Regions from separate parts of the Mus musculus genome. Here region 2 is linked to region 1. A link is a contact called in public Hi-C data. All regions are on one chromosome and are shown on one strand. Each heading gives the region's core, a stretch centred on a gene start, on an enhancer-like site or on the middle of the called end of the contact. The rest is flanking DNA. Distances are from core to core; before and after follow the strand shown.

What was found. Hi-C and Micro-C count contacts between places; a contact is called where the count stands out from the background.
Region 2: a Hi-C map of cerebral cortex shows a contact between it and region 1, with 5 times the contacts expected there. The contact joins two enhancer-like sites. A contact is called at or near these places in 11 of 484 Hi-C or Micro-C datasets (cerebral cortex, cortical neurons, differentiating embryonic stem cells and 5 more) and 1 of 115 datasets of contacts at active chromatin or transcription factors (neural progenitor cells).

Annotation. Positions count from the first base shown.
Region 1 is chr7:35,890,969-35,898,077 of GRCm38.p6, forward strand. No RefSeq gene overlaps it. Among named protein-coding and RNA genes, the nearest start is that of Gm36234, 29 kb to the right of the region's middle. Within about 2 kb of position 2,528, at least 6 of the 459 cell types and tissues checked have an H3K27ac peak or open chromatin away from gene starts, as enhancers often do. A contact at or near this core is called in cerebral cortex, where this site is marked.
Region 2 is chr7:36,333,559-36,341,030 of GRCm38.p6, forward strand. No RefSeq gene overlaps it. Among named protein-coding and RNA genes, the nearest start is that of Gm46016, 170 kb to the left of the region's middle. Within about 2 kb of position 1,488, at least 9 of the 459 cell types and tissues checked have an H3K27ac peak or open chromatin away from gene starts, as enhancers often do. A contact at or near this core is called in cerebral cortex, where this site is marked.

The sequences.
Region 1 (7,109 bases), core at 1,278-3,777:
CAGCAAGGGTCCTGGACTCCCTGAGCCCTCTCTGCTGCTCAAGGAATTTGTCTAGCTAAGAGCTTTAAAAATTAAAAGAAAAAAAGGTGTATGTGTGTGTGTGTGTAGGTCATGGGAGGCAACTGGGGATGCTTCAAGCATCCTTAACTGTGGAGCCTCCTTAAGTTTCCCTCATATGTTGTTTTTTTTTTTTTTTTTTTTTTTTTGCCTGAAACTCACTGTGGAGGTTATGATGGTCTGGAACTTGCTAAGGAAGCCCATGTTGACTTTGATGTTGCTATGTAGCCCAGCCTTGCCTTGACAACTTTATGTAGCCCACGCCAGCTATGGACTCGCTATGCAGTCCAGACTGGTCATGATCCTCCCTCCTCAGCCTCCTACATTCTGGGATTTCAGAAGTGAGCCATCATGCCTGGCTTGCCTTGGAGTTTTGAAGGCCTTTAAGACCAGGACAACTTAAAGCTGATGTGGTGGTCCAGAGATGAGATGCTGCACAGTGTGTCAGCAATGAGAAGGCAGATGACCCGTCTAGCCTGGACCATACTCCAGGGGTGAGCATCTTTTCTACTGGACTCTTTCCTGGTGGTGTTTACTACATTCAACTTGGCGATTATACAGGGAGCAGGGATGGAGGGCAGCTCTGAGGGTTCAGTCTAGACACCTTGAGACAAGCAGATCTCTCTTTCACATCCTCTCTGGGGCAGGACTTGGGTCTAGGAGGTTTGCTTTGTGTAAACCTTTCTCACCCTCATGCAACAGTCAGTTTTTCCTCAATAATTCAAATAATTCCCATAAAAAAGATAAGAATGAGGGCTAGAGAGGTGGCTGGGGGTCAGAAGTCTGTGCCAATGGGCTTCCAGAAGGCTGGAATCTGAGTCCCAGCATCCATGTCAGGAAGCTCACAACTGCCTCTAACCCCTGCTCTAGGGAATCTAACACTTTTGGCCTCCACGGGTACCTGTACTCATATGCACCCCTCCCCTGCACACATGCACGCACAGAGTTAAAAAGAATAATAAATAAAACCTTAAAAATATAATGACATTTTAGTATTTGGAAGGAGTTTAGTGTATGTGTATGTGTGTTTGCTCATGGGTCTGTTGTACACCTTATAATAACAAGCACACACATGTACACACACAGAGACACAGAGACAGACAGACAGACAGACAGACAGACAGACACACACACACACATACACACATGCAATGCCTGATTTGGAAATCTGTGACCAAAATCTAAGGCCTCGTAGATGAGCCTTTGGCTTCTCATTTGTTGAGTGTCTCACTTCGGTACCAAGGAAATGGCTCTGCTTCCCTACTCCTGCAGCGGTGTCACGGAACCTCCTCACTAATTCAATACTAAGGACCGCATAATTAGCCACTTTAATAAATTTTTCCAAGATGGATAGCAACATTTGGCTCTCTTCAGAAAGCCGGACGCCCCCCCCCCCCCCCTTAACGGTATTCCGTGGGAAGCTATGGGAAGAACAACGCACAGAAATATCTGGAAATATATTAAGATATATGTGCATATATCGGACATTAGCCATGTACCCTGAGCATACTGGGAATATGCTTCGAAATATTTCAAACATTGTTGACCTTTGTTATATAATCCTGGGCTCGGGAAACCCATTTGCATAGACTTAGCAATATATTGTAAATAACTACATAGGACAGTATGTATTTTTCCTTAAGATGCAGTGTTATAAGCAAGACATTAAATTATGCCTATCACACAAAGCAACAGGATCTCTCCATTTTTTTATAGCTCGTTCTATGGGGAAGACACCCTTCTGAAAAGCACACGCGTTAACTGCCTGACTCACGTGGTGACACGTGGCAAGCCCAAATGCGTTATGGATCTCCCAGGAATAAAAACAACACTGTGAAACCATCACCTAGGGATGTTCATTGACTGAATATTTTACAGACACACTCCCTTTATATTTATATAATAATTTAGTGTTATGACAATTTTTTTAGCAGACTTGGCAGTTTTTCTTTTTTATAATGGTATTATATTTGTGAGCCTATTAAGAGCATATGGGATAAACTACAGAAACCAAGTATTTTTCATAATTCCTCTGGGTACTTGTAGCAAAGTAAATAAATAAATAAATAACCCACCCGGCCCAGCAACAAAACACATCCTACTAACACATATTGGTTTAGAAAATGTTAATAAAAGGTCATCCAGAATTTTCCAGTGCTTAACATCCCAGCAGTGCCAATTTGGAGACCTAGTTTGAACTGTGGAGTGAGGAGATGTGGGGATTTGTAAGGGTACCTTGCAGGCAAATAGTTATCCCTTGAAAAAGGGAGAGGCTGACCCTGTGGTGGGGGCTGGTGGGTTTTAAACAAAAGGATCAAGCCAGGGGGGTGGTTCTTTGTTCTCATCCTGTTCCCCAGCAGGTGACCTGGTTGGTGGGTTCCAGCTGTGGGTCTCCAAGACCCAGCAGTGCTGAGCCTGTGGGTACCAGCACAGTACAGGGCTGGCCATCTTCCCAGGATCCGGGGGAGCAAACGCTATGACTCCTCTTTTCTCTCCAAACCAGAACCAGAGGGAACCACAGTTGCCTGCAGTGGGTGGGGTGGGGCCCTGCAAAAGCCCAGCTGGGTTTCTCCTCTCCTCCTGTTCACATCTACTCTGGGTCTTTCTTATCACCAGGGGGAGGGGGGTCATGTGGAGGAGGGAGAAACTCAGCATTTCTCCATCTTTCTTTTTCTCTTTTTCCTTTCAAAGAACTTATAAAAATGCAAAAAAAAAAAAAAAAAAAAAAGAACAAGGGCTATTTGGGGATTTTTAAATTTTTTTTTTTTAATTGAGCAGCTGCCTGCATCTTAGCATGTTTGAGGCAAACCCATCCCATGTGATTCTGACTGGACTCAAATTAAACTCCCTCAAAATAGAAGTGTTCTCTGAGGACTGGACAGAGAGCCACAGTTTTGGAGTGGATCCAATCTGCTTCTCAATGGATAGGAGCGCAGATACCTTACAGTGCCTGAGGCAGGAGGGCATACTCATGGCTGAGGGGTGGTGGCCCTGCAGACAATGGGGACAGAAGTTGAGGTTACCCAGAAAATCACAGGCACATTGCCAGTATTACATCCCATTATTATTAATGGAAGCGAAGGATCTCTAAAGCCCAGGCTTGGTCTTTCTACTCAGGAGGAAGCTGAGGGCCTACTGGGGTTCAATGGACTTTCTGTCAGTGGTGGTCATATGTGTGCCTAGGGCATCTTCCTCCATTCCACATTCTCAGGTAAAGGACAGGCACACCCGGGGCCTCTGAACTCTACCCTCATGGAGTCACAGACGAATCCAGTATCATCCCGATACATCTTGAAGAAAGTAGGGAGTGTAGCGGGGACGGTGGGCTCTGTGCTGTGTGAGGGGACCCTGTCTTCATTTATAGTTTTGAAAAGTACGTTTATTTTGCCCTTGCAAAGATGGCGAACTAAGAACAGAGTTCTAGGGTAGTCTCTCGACTTTTAGGGCAGTTAATGTATTTAATCACTGCTCAGCTGCTTCCGGTCCCTTCACCCCTGCCTCAGGCCAAAGCAGAACTTCCCCACTGGTTCATTCCTGTGTGTGTTTGGGGCCGGGGAGGGGGGGGGGGGCTTGGTGCCAATCCCAGAATCTGAGCTCTCTATAGCATTCCCTCTTCCAGAGTGGGGCAAGTCCAACCCTTGGCTTTTCAGCCAGCTCCCCCCAAGCCCCTCTAGGCTGTGGGCTGTTGAATGAACTCATCTCTAGAGCCATCCTTGAACTTTAAGTGATAAGTGATGTTTGGTAGAGAATTCATTCCACACGTTGGAATGTTAAAGGATGCGTTGTTTGTTTGCCCCAGTGAACACAGGTGTAGGTGCCCACAGCTCAGGGGTCCTCTGAAGCCATACTTTCTGTCCACAGGGTGTCTGTCGTTGCTACTTAGATTTCCTCTCTCTAGATTCGGCATGAGCTTGCTGGGTAGAGGCTATCTCTTCTTCCTTTACTGGCAATCTTGGCCCTGAGCAGGACAGGAGTGCTTTTCTAGAAAACACCTGTCCATCTCCCCAGGCCCCTTAATTGACTAGCTTACGGGACAGCATTGCTAGATTAAAATGTGTCTCCATCTTTGGGGAATCTGAAGGTAATGAAGATGATGGACAGGTGACCCTCAACAGGGGAGGGTTGGTCCTCTCCTCCATTATGACCATGGAAGACAAGAGGCAGCTCTATCTGACCATGTGGGTCTCTGTCTTCAATACAAACAGGGCGTGTGTGGGAGCTGGTCCCTCCTCTGTGCTTCTTCCTTTACATATGGTGTGGGGCTGTGCTAGAGATGGAGTGGATGGTCTGGACCGTTTCTAGAATATATAGCTAGCGGGAGAGGAGAGGCTCAGTGGGACCCAGTGCTCTTTCAACTATTGTCCTACGCTAATCTTGTGGGCAGAGCATGGCTGGGAATCAGCTTTGCAGTCTAACAATGTAGGGCCCCCAGGGCCCCTCCCTGACCTCCGATCAGCTGTCCACAGGGACAGCCTTCACAGTACTGTCATTCACAGGTGCGTGAGGTCACGAAGGTTGTGCCATGTCCCAAAGCCAGCATTTCCCAGTCCTTCTCCTGGTCTTAAGTTCTGTTCTCAGCCTCAGTGTTACCTGAGGTGTGTGTGTGTGTGTGTGTGTGTGTGTCTGTGTCTGTCTGTGTCTGTGTCTGTGTGTGTCTGTGTGATAAATGTTCTGTTTAGGACTGAACACTCAACCATCACTTATGAGTGCCTTGAACTGTCATGAGTCTCTGTACCCACTGCTGTTCAGTGTTTGGTCAGATGCTGTGGGGCAGCAAAATGTGTCCCAGGGACAGTAGGTCCTGGGAGCTTGTAACTGATCACCCCCTTCTACTTTTATGTCTTTAAAAAAATATAGATTTTGCTTATAAGACATGCAACATATTTTTGAGTCTGGCTTAGTTTTGCTTGGTATGACCATCTCTAGCTTCCTTCATTTTCCTGTAAATGACACGACTTCATTTTTCAGGGCTGAATAATATACCATGTTTAAAAAATTAGTCATCTGATCTCATATTGGCTGATGTGGATGGTGTCACAGTGGGCAAGAATGTACACTAGCTTTCATTCCTTCAGGTGTCTAGCCAGGAGTGCCACAGCTGGATTAAACTTCATTCTTTACTATATCAGTATTTGTTTTTTATTTTTAACTTTCATTCTAATTTCCATAGTGGATGTGTTGATTTAAATTTCTGCCAGCAGTGAACAATGTCTCCTCTTTCCCCATATTCTCACTGGAATTTTTGCTGCTAGACTTTCTCTCTTTCTCTCTCTTTCTCCCTTCCTTCCTTCCTTCCTTCCTTCCTTCCTTCCTTCCTTCCTTCCTTCCTTCCTTTTTAATGTTGTTAGTTTCTTTTTTCTTTTTAAAAAACTTTTTATTGATTCTTTGAGAGTTTCACCGCATGCATTCCAGTCCCACCCATTTCCGGTCCCTTTGTATCTGTTCTTTGCCCTTGCAATCTCCCTTACATAAGAAATAAAAATAAATCAACAACAACAACAGACCATAGAAAACATCTCATCATGGAAGCTGTAGTGTGTCACAGTGTGTCCCACAGCGCACCCCTCTGTCCACACATCTTTACTTGCAAATGTTCATTGCAATGAGTCGTTGGTCTGGTTAGAGGACTCTGGCCTCTGCTACACTGTCCATACTGGATTCTCACTGGCACTCCTCTTGCTTGTCCTGTGTCATGGAGGTCCTGCAGCTTTGGATCTGAAGGACCGGCCCTTTCACATGCTAGCAGATCATAGATGAGATAAACTTTAGAGTGGCCCAACTCAAAGTCGTGGATCTGGGCCTGGGTGGTAGCCGAGTGGGTCAGCCTGCCAGTTCAGTCTATACCCACACAACCAGGACAAGCTCTCTAGCACTGCCCTGGATAACTAGCCCCTCTAATGCCACAGCCAGCAAGGGGCTGTGCCCGCTCTCCTGCAGACACATCCTTGGGGCTGGCTCACCCATGCCTTTGCCATTAGGGCCAGCTCCACTGTGCTGCCCAGGGAGGAGCAGGGCCGGATCTCTTGCTCTCATGACCTTGGGTCAGCTCTCTCGACTCATGCAGGTGGTGAGGGGTGATGGGAGAGGCCATTCTTATGTATGTATGTATGTATGTATGTATGTATGTATGTATGTATGTATTTATTTATTATGATAGCCATTCTGACTAAGGTGAGAGATACTGACATTGTGGCTTTGATTTGCATTTCCCTGATGGTAAAGGATGCTGAACACTGTTCACAAATTCTTTTTTTAAAAAAATATTTATTTATTTATTTATTTAATGCATATGAGTATACTTTTGCTCTCTTCAGACACACCAGAAGAAGGCATCAGATCCTATTACAGATGGTTGTGAGCCATCAATGTGGTTGCCGGGAATTGAACTCAGGACCTCTAGAAGAGCAGTCAGTGCTCTTATCCATTGAGCCATCTCTCCAGCCCTGTTCATGAATTCTTAATGCCTCTTTTGAGAACTGTGTTCTGTTCATTTGCCCGTGATTGGTTTGAGATTATGTTTTCTTAAATTTATTTTATATGTATTAGTGTGTGCCCAGGGGAATTTATGTGCACCCCATGTGTGCAGTGTTCATGAAGGCCAGAGAGGGCGTTAGTTCTGAAATTAGAGTTACAGGCAGTTATGAGCCACTGTGTTGGGTGCTGGGAACAAAGTCAAGTCCTCTGGAAGAGCAGCCAGTACTCTTAAAGTCTAAGCCATCTCTCCAGCTCCTCATTCATTAAGTTGATCATTTGAAATTTTGGTGTTTTATTCTTGAGTTCTTTACATATTCTACATATCAATCCCGCATGGGATCTGTGAAGAGAGCCACCCCCACCCTGTCCCCTGCAGGTTTTCCCTTCACCCTGGTCATTATTTCCTTTGCTGAGAAGAAGGCTTTTGGCTTGGTGGGGATGCCATTCATTTACCATAAACCTTGGGATGGATAGGTTTTCTGTTAATGAATGGAAAGACCACACTGGGGCCCCCAACCCTGCACCCAGTTGTCCTAGAGTCTTTGTGCCTTTTCTGTTACACAGACTGGTATCAGGAT
Region 2 (7,472 bases), core at 238-2,737, 440 kb after region 1:
GCTTCATAGGGTTTTCCAGGTTTTTAAGAAATAAAAGAAACTCTACCCACCCACCCGGAGTAGACAAATCTAAACCAGCTTGAGATGCAAGGGAAACTCACTTTGCCTTATTTATCCTGTGCTTTCAAGTGACCAGAAATATTTACAAGGTATTATTCAATAGATGCACACTCTAAAAACAAACGACAGATAAAACATAACAGAAACCAACAGCAGGCACCCTGAAAACACTGGCTATAGAGTCCGACTCCACTCTGGACTGACTTCCAAAAGTTGGCATGTGGTAGTTCTCAGCCAAGCGCCAGCATCTTTAAGAAAACCAAGCAAAAGGCAACATTTTCCCATCCTCTGTGAAAACATGTTCTTTTAACCCTTCTTCTGATGCCAAGGTCCCTTTGGAAAACAAAAGCAAATAGGCCCTCTTCTGGTTTGGGTCAACGCTGAAGCTCCTCATATGGTCCTAGTTATAATGTCCTTCCAAGCTCCGGCTGAGTGTGGAAGGTGCAGTGTGTGCCAGACCTGAGCTGGCTCCCCGTGGGACTGTTCCTGCCATGGAGTCTGAAGTTCAACATTTCCTCTTCCAAATGGTGCCGGCTCACACCCCCACCTACTTTGTGAAATCGTATTATTCTAATGAGGATGCAAATGAAAGGAGATGGGGTGGGGAATGCTAGCTGAGTGGCTTGTCAGAAATTCTTTCCTGGGGAGGGGCTGTGGAGAAGAGGTGGGTGAGCTCCACTCCCTCCCTAGCAGCAGTGCTTGGTGGGGGAACTTGCATCGGGTGGCACGTGGCCAAGTCTGAAGGAGACACATCTTCATTGATGTCCCTATTGTTGCTTGTTCTTATTCATGGTATTTAAACAACTCATGCAGGTTTTGACAGCTTTCCCCTTTTTGAATTTATGAGAGTATTTTTTATTTTGGTGAGGTGTCTGAAGACCCGTGGGCCTGGGGGCAGAGTAAAAACAGGCTTGTGTGTGGCATACCTGGAGACCCCGCCCTCTTCACCCCATGCCCTGCTGCAAGTCAGTGTGGGGCTGCAAGCATTTGTCACACAGGGACAGGAGAAAGAGCTGGGGCTCTGGGTTAGTCTGCTGGGCTCCTAAGCTACTCTTTAGAGAAGAGGACAGAGAGGGAACAAGAATAGAAAGATTTGCCTGGGGACCTGTGCACAGATAACTCTCATTATGTCTCCAAATGATTCTCAGCCCTTTGTGGCCTTGGGCTTTTATTTTCCTTGTAATGGGTTAGGAGCCCTGTGCTATGTCCCCGTCACCGAGAGGCTGTTGTGATGGCCACCTGAGGTCTGGTTATTAAAATTCTCACAGAGGTTTACCTGGATCCTCCCAAGCACAGACAGAGACAGACAACAGGGCTGAGAATCACAGGGCGGTCATACGCAGCTGCCACAGACAGCACCTTTTCAGGGTGGACCAGACTGATTCAGGCTCCCTTGTGAATGCTGCATCTGTCAGATGTGTAAGGAGGTGGACTCAAAAAGAGAGTTAAGCACAACCCAGAATAAAACAGCAGTTTTCTGTGGCATGGGAGGCATGTTTGGGCTGCAGAGAATAACTGGAATGAAGGAGACGGCGTCAGGGTATAGCTTGCCTAGTGAGTGATTCTGGTCCCAGAGGAAGGCGAGGACCCCAACCTCCTCTGGACCTTTGCAACACAGGGAGGATTCATGCATTTTTCTTAATAAGATGTTAATTTTCAGTTGCATGCCGTTAGATTGCAACACGTTTTTTAAGGAAAGATGTTATCTTTGTGAAGTTGACTTATTTGCAAACTTAACATAAGCTTTCAAACCCACAGAAAATATGGCAGTGTGTTTATATTTAAAATAGATTTAAAAAAAAATCCAACGAGTTACTGTGAATTCACTTACCACCCAATAATATAAGGATAAAAATAATTTATGCTCCTATTTTAATTAAAAACAAATCATTTTCGTAAAGCGGTAGGAGCCCAGTCTAGTGGTTAGGTCAGGAAGTGGGAGTAGAGACTCTTTGAGCTTGCCTCTGGGCTTGTGTTGGGACAGGCTGCATGTTTGGGTCAGGTTCTTAACCCTGCCCCATTGCTCTTTGCAATCACAGCCATACAGCTTGGTTTCACCCATATCACACCATGAGAGGTTGCTAAGCAAAGGTATTTTATGTGGCTAAATCCTGGCATCGGTCTAAAAGGTTGATGGTTGATGCTTCCGATGGAGAGGTCGGGGGTGGCAATAACCGTCTTGGGACCGAGAGGGGATTCCCATGGCCACCGGAATCTATCCAAAGCCCATGGACAGAAGCATGGACGAACTCTGATCCCTGTGACTGAACCATGTCCCAAGTTCAAGGAAGGAAGTGAAATGATAAGTGGGTGGTGTGGATAGAGGAATCAGTTCCGTGACTCTCAGCTGATGGTCTCAGACTCCATATTTCTTCATGGTGTCTATGGTTGCCGGCTGCTGTGCCTTACTGGAGATGAGCCTGCTTGGTGTGGGCTCAACAGGCAGAAAGACTCTCTTTAAGAGGGAGAATATTACTGAAATTTGAGGGGTGTTACATCTCCAGAATAGCTTTGGACATGTTTGGGGAACACAGACAAGGCGCAAAGAATTGTCTCCATCTTCCAGGAATTCTAGTTACACAGGGGCACCAAAGCAGGATGGCAACACTGGATGTGGACTGACAGCTCTGGGCGGCTTGTGGTTAAGTTCTGACTCTCTAGATGCAGCCAGTCACTGGGGAGGTCATAGTATGGTAGATCAGACCTATACACTACATCCATCCCTCTGTATTCCTCAGGTTGAAATGGCCAGTGTGGACTGAGATCTCTGAAAATCAAGTTTGAACGGTGAGTACTTAGCCTGCGAAGCTCTGTAGTTTATCGAGGGGCGTGTCTAGACTTGGGATATGCTAATGTTACAACAAGATATGCGAGAATCTACTTCATGGGCTGTAAAGGGCAGTTCATGAGTATAGGGAATTTCTATGATTTGTGTACTATAATACCTGCAAGAGAGAAGCTCTTTTATGGCTTTGGCTTTGATTCTTTGAGGTAGCATCTCTTCATTGTAGCTCAGGCTGGCCTTGAATTCATGATTCGTTTTTGTTTGTTTGTTTATTTCTTAGTCTCAGGTGTGCATTGTGCCTAGATAAAGGGAAGACATTTCATGTCCCATTGGACTGGACAGGTTCCGTGTTTCTTCCAGACCTCTGAAAGATCCCAGGTAACAACAGAACATCAAACATTACTGCGACACTGAGAGTCATTTAGTTGGAAAATGAGCACACACCCATTTCTTCACTTCTAGTCACACCTTTGTGTCCTTGTGATTTCCACCTGGGCATGGTCGTGAGCGAGAAGGAGGCGAGGGATCTCCTGGCTTCTTGTTTCCTATCTAGAGGTTTTTTTCTTGTCTATATTCTTCCTTCACCGACTGAAGACTACTAATTCTGATGAGGATAACAAGCAGGCTCCATTAAACACATCTTCATGGTGGCCACAGATGAGGAGGCACGATATTTCCTCCACCTGATTCCTACTTCCAGGAATTAACTAGAAATAATTAATGGGAGATGGAAAGGCGGCTCAATGGTCAAGGGCCCTTCCTCTTCTTGCAGAAGACCCAGATTGGTTCCGGACACCCACACTGCATTTCACACCTGCCTGTACTTCCAAGTCCAGAGTATCTCATGTGCTCTTCTGATCTCATGGGCACCACACTCATATGGTGTACATACATACATGCATGCACACATGCATGCATATATACTTGCATACATACATGCATACATGTATACACATATGCATACATGTATACGTACATACTTGCATGCATACTTACTTGCATACATGCATACATAAATGCATGCATACAGGCGGGCAAAAGGCTCATGCACATAATGTAAACTAAAATAGATATTTTAAAAAAGAAGTTATTAATGTTTTAATGTTGGTTCCAACAGTAGTTATGAAATCACTGAAGGCAAACATTTTGAGTTTAGCCCAACCCGCATTATTAGAAGGCTTATTCACTCTGAAGTTTGGATACGTAATCCAAATGCCCTGTCCTTCAGTTTCCTTCTTCACAAAATGGATGCCATACTGTCTGCCTAAAACCGCTGTGACAGACACTTGAAGAGAGCTGTTTATAAATTATTATTATTAGTCATGCCCTAAATAATTCAGGCCTGGAGGATGTCAGTGTGGATTAGAGTCCTCAGGAAAATTCATGGCAAAAGAAAAGAAATCCGTGGGTCATGAATTTTCTAATTCCAGTTTTGGTTGAGCAGAGCCTGAGTATGTGTGTAGGGGGGACTGTCTTAAGTTTGTTGAGATGGAGAGAGCCCTGTTAAAACTTGTATATACATGTTCCCCCCCCCCAAAAGGCTTATCTGATGGAGACTTCATCCTCATCTGGTACATCCTGCCATCGAGAGTGATTCCCCTGTGGTAGCTCTGACTTCATCACTGGGGTCTAGTGGGGGGAAGTGGGTCACTTAGGAGGGTTTCTTCTCCCCTTGCTCTTCCTGCTTCCTGGTCACTATGTGGTGAGTGTCTCCATTCCTCCACTGTCTCTCTTCACTATGATGCTGCCTCCCTCCAGCTCAGAAGCTAAAGAGCCACTGAGAGGTGACCTGTGACCGCTGAACCATGAGCAACAGAAAACTTGGCAACTGTGGGACAGGCCCGTGAATTACTACTCTGCTTTCTGTGACTATGACAAGTATCTGAGTCAAATTATGAGAAGGATTTATTTTGGCTCTTGGCTTTGGAAGAGGTTTTAGATTGTAATCAGATGATCCCATTGTCCGGATCATATGATGTCATTGTTCTGATCTGATGATGCTCTTGCCTAGTCATATGATGCCATTGTCCTGATCATAGGATGCCATTTTTCTGATCATGTGATACCATTGCCTGGTCATATAATGCCAATTTCTTGATCAGATGATCGCTTTGTTTTAATTAGTTGATATCATTGCATAGTCATATGTTCTCATTGTCCTGATAATATAATCCCATTGTCCTGCTTAGATGACCCCATTGCTTTGAGACCTCTCTTCCATGGGTTCTAAACTGCTCCATTCTGAGCCAACCAGGAAACCACAGCAAAGAAAAGGAGAGACCCACCTCCTGTGGTCTCACCTAATAGTGCCACATGGGCACTGACCCTTTAACAGAAAGACTTTGGGAAATGCTGAAGAGTCAAACTATATGCCAGCTGCCATGGCCTGCCTGTAAATCCCAACACTTGGAAAGTGGGGGCAGAAGGACTGAGGGTCATTCTTAGCTACACAGTAAGTTTGAGGTCAGATTTGGCTGCATGAGCTACTATCTCAAAACAGCAAAAACGACAAAAACAATGATAACCAGATTCTAACTTTTTCTTCCATTATTCTTTAGAACTCCTACATTAAATACAGAGGGCAAAGAACCCCTCCTAACTTAGTTACAATATATGTTCTTCATCCTTTAAACAAGCCAGCATCCTTCTGCCATCCCTGAGTTTTCTGTGGAGTGAGAGAGCAGGGAGGATACAGGAGAGTTCCCCTTACATCATTGCAGTTACTGAATGGGCCAGTGATGACTGACGGCCTTTGTAGACTGGGAGGTACCACCGTCCAGGAAACATGATAACACATGTTTAACCTGGTGTCAGGTACTCTTCCAGGGGTGTCATCCAAGCTAGCACAATTAATTTCCCAAATAATGCTCTGGGCTAAGATGCCATTATGAATCTCCTGCATCAGAGTGGTGAGCTGGGGCACAGAGAAGCTAACTGTCCTGTTACTGGATCCTGATCCTTTATCCTGGCTGAACTAGACCTAGATGGCAGACCTGGCTTGCAGTGCAGACAGCCTGAATCCAGCAGCCAAGCTCTTGACTGTCAGGGAATATTGCCATTTGATGATTAAGCGTTGACACGAATGTAGCTAGCCTTGTCTGTGGCAAGGTGCTGGGACACTCTTATACAAAGCACATGAACCTTGCTCTTCTGCTCTGGCTTGAAACCAAGTATAAATGCTCGTGTCATGAATCCCTACCTCAGAGGCAAAGGTTCCAGGAGGCTCTTTAAAACTAAGGTTGTCTTCTTTCCTGTTCGGTTTTCAGAGCATTTCAGAGGAATGGTCAAGGTAGCACAGGTGACTCCCGCTGATGGGATCTCCCATCCTTTATCCAGGCTCGTGGCCATTTTACCAAGTGTGCCAACTGGCCTTTTTGAAAGAAAGTTAGCATAGGTTTACTGTTGAAAGAAGAGAAGAGGAGTTTTGGACACACGTAAGATGCCTTCTGTCTGTTTATGCTGATACCATGACTTGATTCTTCAGTGTGTCCCCTGCAGAAAGCTCACGTGTTGAAAGCTTGGTCTCCAATGTATAAGTAGGGCCTCTGGAAGAGACTGGGTCATGAGGATTCTGCCATCATCAAGACTCAGCTGATGATGGATTCTCAGAGCACGGAGTACTGGAAGGTGATGCATCCCTGGAGGAAGTAGGTCTTTGGGTGTGTGCCCTTGAAGAGGATATTTTATCTCTTTCCTCTTCCCCCTTTCTGTTTTCTTTCATCTTGTTCTGTCCCCTTCCCTTCCTGGCTCCCAGGAAGTACGCATCTCTACCAAGTCCATGCTCTGTGGACCTCCACCTCACTCAGGAACAGCACAGCCAGCAGGCTGGAGGCTGAAGACCGAACCTTTCTTTCTTCGAGTAGATTTTCTCCAGTAATTTGTCACAGCAACAGAAAGACGGTGTGCAACAGGATCAGAATTGGGAATTGATATGCTCTGCTGTCAGAAACCATAGTTAGGGGGTCCTGCCAAGGGTAGTGGCATTTTCAAGCAAGATGGCAAAAGGACATCTCAAGTATTCTGCTCATCTCCCTACTTACATTAGCCTGGGCTCTCCCAGTCTCCCTCTTTACATTGCTGCATAATTCCAAGAGTTTATGTTGTATTTAGCTCACAACTAGTCAGCCAGAAGGCAGGCAATCTCCCCTCATCCCTAGAAGAAAGAGGCTTTCAGAAAGATGACCTGAATTGAAATGTGGAGTGACTTCTAAGCTTACGGTCCTGAGGTCGTTCCATCCTCACAAAGCATTTGTTCTCTGAAGGGAACCAATATGTTTGTGTAACTGACGCAAAACAAGCTTGACTCCGAAAAGATTTAGCTTAATATCTGCCTATGCATTCCAGGGCTCGGCCGTCTGTGGGCTGCACATTAACGGCCCTGGCCATGGTACAGCTCGTCACGTATGATATTGGGCACACAAATGTGACGTGATGCCCGTGGACTCTTGAGGGTAATTCGATGTGCCAGCCAGTTCGATGGGCAGAGAAGCTTTAAACATAGTTGTCACAAGTGAGAAAGAGCGCAGGGTCGAAGGCAGACTGGAGAAGCGGGCGGCTTCAGAACCTGTCTCCAAGCCCTAATGAAAGTGTTAATTAGTGGGTCGCAGAATTTACAGTGAGAACAGCA